3 separate regions of the Mus musculus genome follow, and all the other regions are linked to region 1. A link is a contact called in public HiChIP or PLAC-seq data. All regions are on one chromosome and are shown on one strand. Each heading gives the region's core, a stretch centred on a gene start, on an enhancer-like site or on the middle of the called end of the contact. The rest is flanking DNA. Distances are from core to core; before and after follow the strand shown. Region 1 overlaps Bach2 (BTB and CNC homology, basic leucine zipper transcription factor 2). Region 2 has its middle 93 kb from the start of Map3k7. Region 3 has its middle 11 kb from the start of Gm52717.

Region 1 (2,946 bases), core at 133-2,632:
TCAGACACCCTTCTCCATGGGGAAATCATTACAGAGAAATGACATGCAAAGTGCACCATAAAGCGTCTGAGTCAAACCAGAGGGAGGCTGACTCAACGGATCACTTTACATTTTAATAGAAGGCGCTGCAGACCTGTACTGAGCGCTGGGCTCAACTGGGGCTCACTTCTCCTCCCCAGACCGACCCCATCGGGTGGGAGGGGAGTTCCCAGAATCTGGCAGAAATTATTCTGTCTCAAAAAAAGAACCGAGTCAAAAAAAACTCACAACAGAATCAAAGATTAAGAAAAGACAACAGAGAGTCAAATGTGGAAAAGGGGCACTGTAATTCTAATTCTGCCTAATTTTAGCTTCATCATGATTGTCAGCCCTAAGATAGAAGAGAGAAACTAAACTCAGTTCTAAGAGGGCTTTAGATGTGTCGGGGAGCCAGATATTGGAGAAGAGGAGAGAAAATAAAGGGGAGGGACCAGGACAGCGTCGAGAGCAGAACACTCATATGCTATAATTAAAAATAATTTTGTTTTTATTGAGTCTGTTTCAAGTGATTTGCTATGGTAATTAACAAAAGTTTAGGCATCAGGCAAGTGACAATACTAGACTGAAGTTTGCATGCGGATTTCAGAGGCAGTATTAGCAATGTCACTGTGGCTAGCACAGGTTAGTATCGCCTACATGTGCTACTACGTGAAACTTCCCAAAGGGAGATCCGACTGGCTATGATTAGGATGCCCGAGACTGCATCACTGAAGCTAAGCCCTGCTTTGTGTGCAGGTCCACCTCCAGACACACAGTCAGGGGAAAGGTCTGCCTTACACAAAGAGCATCTGCGGCTAGGTGACTCTTCACTCTTATGATTGCTGCTGATGCTCTCCCAGGCTCCCAAGAGGGCACATAGCTTACAGGGCGAAACAAAGCAGAGTCACAGTTGCAAAGGCTGCAGAAATACAGGTTCTTCACATCTTTGTTCTGATGTAACTGATAAATACTATTAGTGTGTATGGCGTGTGAGCATGCGTGTAAGCATGTGGGAGTCAATGGACAACCTTCATGTGAGCATGCGTGTGAGCATGTGGAAGCCAATGGACAACCTTCGAGAATCAGTTCCCTCTTTCCTTTGTGGGATCACGAGTTTAATGGGTCCTCAGGTTTGCAAGGCAAGTTCATTTCCTGCTGAACCACCCCTTTGGCCCACGAGGAGGTTCTGAACAAATGAGAACTTGTCCCCACCCCCACCCCCCACCCCCAACCCATTGGGTCCTGTGGATCCGTGTTGTTCTGAAACATCTTCTCTGCAGGAATGCAAGCAGGATGGAAGAGGCTCAGACTGCACCTGACTCCCCTGGTAACTAAGGAAATAAAAGCACAGCATACCAAACCAGGCAGCAGCGAATCAAAGCTCAGGTATTCTGAGAAAGGCTTGTGGATTTCTACAGATGTCTGCCTCCCTTACTTCCTTTCTCTGTTCTACTTAAAAGTGATTAAACTCCCAAGGTGAGGATGGGCCAGCAGTTTGTTAATCTCACATTCAGTAATACAAGGACTTGGACCATCTGCCGCCGTACTGGAGGCCAACCGAGGAGGGAGGAGATTAGCAGAGGCGAAAGTCTCTCCAAAGAGCACGGGAAAAGCAGAGGTCAGCAAAGCGGGGGTGGGGAAACCGTGGGCGTGGAGCGTTCCGTGGCAGCATCTTCGAGTAGGGATTACCAAATGTGACACAGATGCTTCACCACCCAGAGCATGCTATTGGAATAAAGCTGCCGTGCCGCAGAACTCACACGTTTCTGCCTTACAGAGTGTCTTCTGGGTAACGCAAACTGTATCAAAGAAAGGACCCTTTAGAAATATTTATGTTTACGTGTGTTTGCTTACATGAATTTATGTGCACCTTGCTCACGGGGGTAACGTTTGATGCCCCTGGAACTGCAGTTACAACCAGTTATGAGCACCTGAGGTGGGTCCTGGGAATCAAACCCAAGATCCTCTGCGAGAGCAGTGACTGCTCTTAGCCAGTGAGCCATCTTCCTAGCCCTATTCTCTTACCCTTTACAAAAAGTCAAAATTTGCTCTGTTCCAGGGGTAGAAAATACTCTTTTTCCTGAACGGTCAGGAATGAGTAACTCAAAACTGTTTGGGTGGGCTGGCAGTAAGAGGCGGCTTAGTTTCCTGAGTCCACACAGCACCCACTTGCCGGTTCTCCTTCCTTCCCTACACAGACGGTTACCATTTGATTCCTGCTTGTCTAATTCTTAGATGACAGATGCTGGCACATTAATTGGCTTCTGTAACACTTGTTCTCTCTAACAATAGAGTATTTAGGATGCTACTTACTTTTGTAGTAAGTGCTCAAATAAACACTAATTTTTTCTTTGTGGTACTGGGATCCGATGCTAGGCAACTGCCCCATCACTGAGCTACATCTTCCGTCCCAAACTATCATCATGAGAAACAATTATTTGCACAGTGCATACGTTTGTAATTCTGTACACACGGAGGACTTCTCATATGGAGGTCGATGGAGATCATATGAAGAACAAAAGGCATTTGTTTCATTTGCTTGCATTTTTCGCTTTAACGTGGGTAAAAGCCAATTTGCTTAAGGCTGCAAGGATGGCACAAAGTGTGGGCTCCCATGCTTCTTGGCAGCTGTGGCCATGACATCACTATAGCCTGCCTTCCACAGCGTCCCCCTGGGACCATGAAGGTCACAGAAGGCAATGGATCTAAGAGTGAGCACTCTGAATGAACCACTCAGGAACCACACTCATCACGGATTGGCTAAATCTACACAATTAGACCAAGAAAGTCTTCTCTTATGGACATGTAACTCCTGATCTACTTCTCTCTGATGTTAAAGGGAGTGCCTGGTAGTTGGGGAACTCTCGCAGATGGTTATCTAATAACGTTTCCTAAGACATTCACCCCTTCCTATTTGTTACACGCACG
Region 2 (2,946 bases), core at 310-2,809, 420 kb after region 1:
CAGACTGGCCAGGGATACATAGTGAGGCAAAACAAAACAAAACAAAACAAAACCCCCTACAGTGTTCCTTCCCCACTACAGCAAGAAGGGTGGTCTCTCGTGTTAACATGCTTCTTAGGACTGCCCAGAGGCTCACACAAATGCACCATCGGGCCAGGGCAAGCACGCTGACAAACTCCCAGGCCCACCAGGCACACAGCAGCCCAGAGTCCTAGAGCAAACCTGAACCCTTAGTCAGCTGCTTCTGACTACAATAGAGAATATTCCCAGTGTAGGTGACCACGGTGTTTTAAGACATCCTGAAGGTTGGAGGTGGGTGGGGGCAGAGCAACTAAAATAGCCCACATACTCACACAGCTAGCCCGCGTTCCACCTCCCACACAGACTCGTTTTCTTTTATTCTTATTTGAAATGGTTCCAGAAAGGCACGAATTCGGAGGTGAGTAGTCTCTTTAGTTTAGCCTGTATTTAGTTCTGCGGTGAGCTTATGGATTTTTTGGGGGGGTTTTGGTTGTTGTGGATTCGCAGACTTTTAGGATTACATGGGGCTAGGCTCTCTGATCGATCCCTCAGGTTTTGCCTGTTTTTCAGGACTGCTGCCAGGGGATTGTGGCCTCCAGCAGGCAGGGGAGCCAGGGAACCCCACATTCTGTGGATGCGCTGGGCTCGCCCTTCCTTGTTCCTATACGGACTCTCCCTGTGTCTGTAGTCATGTGCCCATCAGTCAGTAAACTGCAGCTCGGTGCAGATTGGTCCATTTCCTATTGCTGCTCTAAGGAGTTCTGACTCTATGGCTCTAGGCACAACACAATCTACTCTCTTAGAACCCTAGAAGTTAGAAGTCCAGGACGTGTCATGGACGACATCAGTCTGTAAGAGAGGGTGCACTCCTCCGAGGAGCTCTGGGGAGGACGTTGCTTGCTTCTCTAGCGTCCCACCCGTATGCCCGAGCTTTGGCCTGCTTGTTTCTCTAGCGTCCCACCCGTATGCCTGAGCTTTGGCCTGATTTTGCTTCTGCCCATGCTCCTGCCTCCCTCTGGGATCACTGAGGCCCTTAGACAACCCACAGAGTTTCCCGTTCTCAGGATCCTAACTTAAGCACACTGGCAAAATCTCATTCTTTTTTTAAAGGTTTATTTGTTGCTGTTTGTTTGTTTGTTTGTTTATATGAGTACACTGTAGCTGTCTTCAGACACACCAGAAGACGGCATCGGATCTCATTACAGATGGTGTGAGCCACCATGTAATGGTTGGAAATTGAACTCAGGACCTCTGGAAGAGCAGTCAGTGCTCTTAACCGCTGAGCCATCTCTCCAGTGCCCAAACCTGAATCCTTTAATGATAATACATTTCTCTGTTGGCAGCTGAGCACACACTTAAAATGTGCACGCACATGCGTGCACATACACACATACACTGAGATGTGCACCCCCACCTCCACACACCTTCACATGTGCACACATACACACATCCTTCTACACGCATGCATACACTTACACCGCCCCCAGCCACACCCAATCACACACACTCCAACAATCTGTAGTCTCAGAAAGTCAGTGACCATGAGCTATGATGACCACTAGATGGCAGTCTAGAAGCCACTTTCAAAATTGCTTACCTGTTCAGAGACAAATTGGGAGTGACGTTTTAAATAAGAAAAGGAAAAAGAAAGCTAAAAGTGAAGAAATGAATGGAAAAAAGAAAAAGGACAAGAAAGGAGACTGGAAATGTATCACAGTTGGTACAGTACTTCCCTAGTGTGCTCCAGCCCTGGTTTGATGCCTAGGACCATGTAAACCAGGTTATTGCTGTAATCCCAGCATTAAGGGGGTGGAGGCAAGAGATCGGGAGCTGGGAAGGGAAGGGAAGGGGGAAGGGGAAAGTGGGAAGGGGGAAGGGGAGAGAGGAGGGGGAAGGGGGAAGGGGGAGGGGAGAAGGAAGATCAATCTACTCTTGCCAAAGTTATGCATTTCCAGGGAATAAAATAAGCTTGCAAGTACCCCAGATCAGTATTTAACCAGGAAAGACGGACTCTCAAAGGGAAGGGTTTCCTCTAACCCCTACCCACAGTGCTCTCATCTTGTTCTGACACAGACTGGTAGAAGCAAGTCATGAGCACGCACGTGGGTACCGAACCCAGATGAAGATGTGCAGTTCTGGGCTACATTTCCACGAGTGGGACTAACGTCAGCAGGCTTATGCTATCTGAGCTTCCAAAGGATTCTAGGATCTAAGCAAGCAGGGCTCAACCCAGAGGCACTGAGGAGGAGGGCCACTCCCCTGATGAGAACCAGAGTTGTCAGAACTGAGTGCAGAGATCAGATTTTCCCAGCCCTTTCTCTTTATCTGGAGCACAGTACCCCGTCCACCCCCACCCCAACCCCACCCTGAGCACACACACACCTTCACTTGGGATCAGAGCCCAACCATTACTGAATTCCTTGGTCTTCAGGCTGGCCCCATCTGACCCAGTGTCCCCTGGACTGGAACTTATAGAAGACTCCTGTTTGGTGGACGTGGCTAGGCATACCTGCATTTGGACTTCATCAAAGCATTCTGAACTAGAACTTAGGATCGGTAGGCACAAGGGACAGGATTCTGTCACAGGGTCCTGTGTTTTATATATGTATGCATTGAGACAACAACAGTTTTCACTCAGGCAGACTCGGTTTAAAATTCAAGTGCTTGGAACAAGCGCTAGTTGTTATTGAGTGAATGAGGTAATCTTCATAGAGAGTTCGGCACAGCACTTACTGTTTATGTAGTACGTACTAATACTTATAATACTAATAATTATAACTCTGCTTGGGGCATACGTTCCCAGAGTAGCTTGCTCAATTACCCTCAGAGATGTTCTCCTCTGGAACAAGGTTCTTAGGATCCAGTTGGGGGAAATTTTTGCTCCTAGAGAGAGAGAGAAATGGCTCATTGCTGAAGAATGCTTGC
Region 3 (2,946 bases), core at 329-2,828, 330 kb after region 1:
AGTAACTTCCCAGGTGTGTTTGGATCCCACTGTACTTCAAATAGGCAACCACAGAAAACGGGATCAAAGCAGAACTGAAGCTAAAACCTGGGAGGAGAGGGGTGGGAGGGCCTGCTGTGGAGGAACAGGCTGACAAGGACAGAGAGGGGGAAAGAAACCCAGACTTCACTCCGTCACTCTGCTCAGCCACTAGTCCAAAGCAAACGAAAGGGAAGACGTGACTGCCGCTAAGTATGGTTGAGGAGAATCGTAGCTGAGAGAGAGAGCAGAGCCAGAGGTGGTTGGAAGAGTCCAGACTGAGCGCGGTCATGTAAGGAGGAGTGGAGGGGAGTGAGAGAGACGAGGAGAGAAGAGAGGGCAAGGGAGAGGACCAGGAGCCAAGACGATGACCGGATGGAGAGAGCACGTAACCATAATGGCAGAGTTTTATAGAAAAAGACATGCTAGAGGAAGGGGGACTTTAAGGTCGGGGGCTGGAGAGGAAGCCAGGACTCTGTAACAGCTACTCTGTAATGGAGAGCCTGGCAGCCAGTGTCAGCTTTGATATGTTGATAACCACCTCAGCTAGCCATTGGTCCTGGGTTTCTTTGAGACTTAACATGTTATTTATTTATTTATTTATTTATTTATTTATTTACTTATTCATTCATTCATATGGTGAAGAAAAATTGTATATTTAGAATTAGCCATCTGGTCTCAGTTTAGATGACCCCAGTCTTCCTGACAACATCCAGAGCATCATAATTGGGAGCCAAGCGGACCTACTACGTACACCTTCTTCTGTCCATCAGGCCTTACGGGGTATTGACTTTGGCCACATCAATGTCATAGAGTTTCTTCACGGCCTGTTTGGTCTGGTGCTTGTTGACCTTGACATCCACAGTGAACAAGAGCATGTCGTTGTCCTCTATCTTCTCGAGAGGCTAACCCGGTGGTTAGAGGGAATTTGATGACGGCATGGTTCTCAAGCTTGTGTCTCCTGGGTTCATTCCTTTGAGGGTATTTACGCTGCCTCCAGAGCTGCAGAGTCTTGGTCTGCCAAGAGGTGGGTGATATGCGGATCTTCTTTTTGCGGCTGTGACTGCCTTCTTAGGCAAATCAAGGCCTTTGCTTTGGCTTTGCAAGGGGCAAGAGCTTTCTTTTTTTTTTTTTAACCACCTTTGCCACCATCTTGGAGAAAAGCCCTGACACTTTTTAAAAGAGTGGTTGTCTAATGTTTGTGCAGGGAGTTGTCTTATTTCTCCCCGTTTCCAGAGCCAGCACTCAGCTCAAAGCCCTGAAAAGATTTGTACATGCTCAGCGAATGTACGAATGGGCAAAAGACTTTTGATTTTAAAAGTCTGTCTTATGGGAATCATTTGAACAACAAGAGCCTCTATCTCATTTAACAGAGGACTCGGTTTTCAGAGCTGCTTCAGACACAGCATCTTAAGGGCGTGCTGTCTGATAGAGGAAAAGCCGGTCTACATGAACATGCTTTTTTTTTTAAATTTCACAGTGTCTGAGTCACCTCACACCTCAGTCTCATCTGATAATGGTCTTGTCAGATCTGCCCTTTGGCGGGGGATTCCCCTGGGCTATCACCTCTTGCTTGCCATGTGTTGCCAGGCACCAGAATATAAGCACAGGTGTACGGAGGAAGTAGGGGGCAGGGTGGGTCAAACAGTGGAACCTCTTGACAGTGGGTATTCGTTGGGATATCATACACATTTTACCTTGGATGGTTGTTTTTATGCCGACAAGAAAGTGAAGCCAGTCAGTAATAGAAGCGGTGGCTACCAAGGGAGATTCGTGTAGGAAGGAATTTGTTTTCCTGAGTGGTTACTGTTGAATACATTGCTTCAGTTCTATTCATCTTTTCATAGTGTAATCTCTCCCAGCAGCAAGATGTGACAAACAGCTCAGCTACACCGAAGCCTCCCTGTGAAAAGATTGTCTTGGGCGAAATAACAGCACATAGCTAGTGTTCTCCCTAGGAAGAGGGCAAAAGCTGTAAGGCCCAATTCATTTTGGAAATTGCTAAATAAAAGGCGAAGGGAATCAGCATTAGATACTGCCTATAACTGATCATAAGAGAGAAATCAAAAGCCTTGGCATCTTTGAGCAGACAGCCACTAACTGAGGTGTGCTTGGGAAGTCCCCTGCAGGAAGTTCACCAGCTACACAGTGCTTTCTCTAAGAAGCTGTGTGAGCCTTGTAGGTCTTGTGGTTTTCATGGGCTATGGTCTCTCTGCTAAGCCCTCCTCCCTCCTTTCTCTCCCATCTCCTCTTTTCCTCCCTCACTCTTTCTTTCCCTTAGTATAGGAACCCTTTCTTCAACTAACATCCTTTGAGAAAGGCAAAGGGATGTATACGAAGAATGGCCAGGAGAACGAGGTCAGAAGTCATCGTTACCAACCGCTTCTGTGGAATGTCTTGGGAATCCTGGAGCTCTAGTCGAAGACCTCTCTATCAAGAGTTTGTGATCTGCAGACTCTGAGAGAGTTCCATTTCTTGCTTTACCAGCCAAAAAGGAGCCGTTTCCGGCAAGGAAGACCAAGATTTGAGTTTCCAAGCGCCTGTGTGTTGCTATCACAAAGAACACAATCTTCCGTCTTCAGAGCTGCTCTTTGAGATTCTGCAGATATGACTCGCGATTCCCAACTGCAGAGCGAATCACCAGACCTTCAAGACCAGCTTCAATGGTTAGCACTCCTATAAGATACCCCACAACAGCAACAAGCTCTCAGATCAAAAGAGGGGAGAGATTTTTCTTTTCAGCTCACTTGATAGGTTTTGAGGCCCAGATTGGTTAGTGCCTTCTACCAGTAACACAAAATTCCAGCTAAGCAGCCTGCCACCTGAAAACCGTTGTGATTCCTTCAGTCCCTAGAAGCCAGGCAGCTTTCTCTGGGCTTATGGAACCATCTCCTAGAGACCCTACTCAGATATCCAAATATTACAGCT

Evidence for each region. HiChIP or PLAC-seq counts read pairs in DNA pulled down with a chosen protein or histone mark.
Region 2: an H3K27ac HiChIP or PLAC-seq map of thymic regulatory T cells shows a contact between it and region 1, with 5 times the contacts expected there. The contact joins two enhancer-like sites. A contact is called at or near these places in 2 of 15 datasets of contacts at CTCF or cohesin (large pre-B cells and pro-B cells), 4 of 484 Hi-C or Micro-C datasets (bone marrow-derived macrophages, embryonic fibroblasts, mammary gland and 1 more), 12 of 115 datasets of contacts at active chromatin or transcription factors (VIP interneurons, differentiating embryonic stem cells, embryonic basal ganglia and 9 more) and 1 of 9 other capture datasets (embryonic stem cells).
Region 3: an H3K27ac HiChIP or PLAC-seq map of thymic regulatory T cells shows a contact between it and region 1, with 4 times the contacts expected there. The contact joins two enhancer-like sites. A contact is called at or near these places in 5 of 115 datasets of contacts at active chromatin or transcription factors (embryonic stem cells, forebrain, memory CD8 T cells and 2 more).

What each region holds. Positions count from the first base shown.
Region 1 is chr4:32,480,242-32,483,187 of GRCm38.p6, reverse strand. The region is part of intron 1 of Bach2 (BTB and CNC homology, basic leucine zipper transcription factor 2); the gene reads right to left. Among named protein-coding and RNA genes, the nearest start is that of Bach2, 64 kb to the right of the region's middle. Within about 2 kb of position 1,382, at least 47 of the 459 cell types and tissues checked have an H3K27ac peak or open chromatin away from gene starts, as enhancers often do. A contact at or near this core is called in thymic regulatory T cells, where this site is marked.
Region 2 is chr4:32,055,889-32,058,834 of GRCm38.p6, reverse strand. No RefSeq gene overlaps it. Among named protein-coding and RNA genes, the nearest start is that of Map3k7, 93 kb to the right of the region's middle. Within about 2 kb of position 1,559, at least 18 of the 459 cell types and tissues checked have an H3K27ac peak or open chromatin away from gene starts, as enhancers often do. A contact at or near this core is called in thymic regulatory T cells, where this site is marked.
Region 3 is chr4:32,147,978-32,150,923 of GRCm38.p6, reverse strand. No RefSeq gene overlaps it. Among named protein-coding and RNA genes, the nearest start is that of Gm52717, 11 kb to the left of the region's middle. Within about 2 kb of position 1,578, at least 37 of the 459 cell types and tissues checked have an H3K27ac peak or open chromatin away from gene starts, as enhancers often do. A contact at or near this core is called in thymic regulatory T cells, where this site is marked.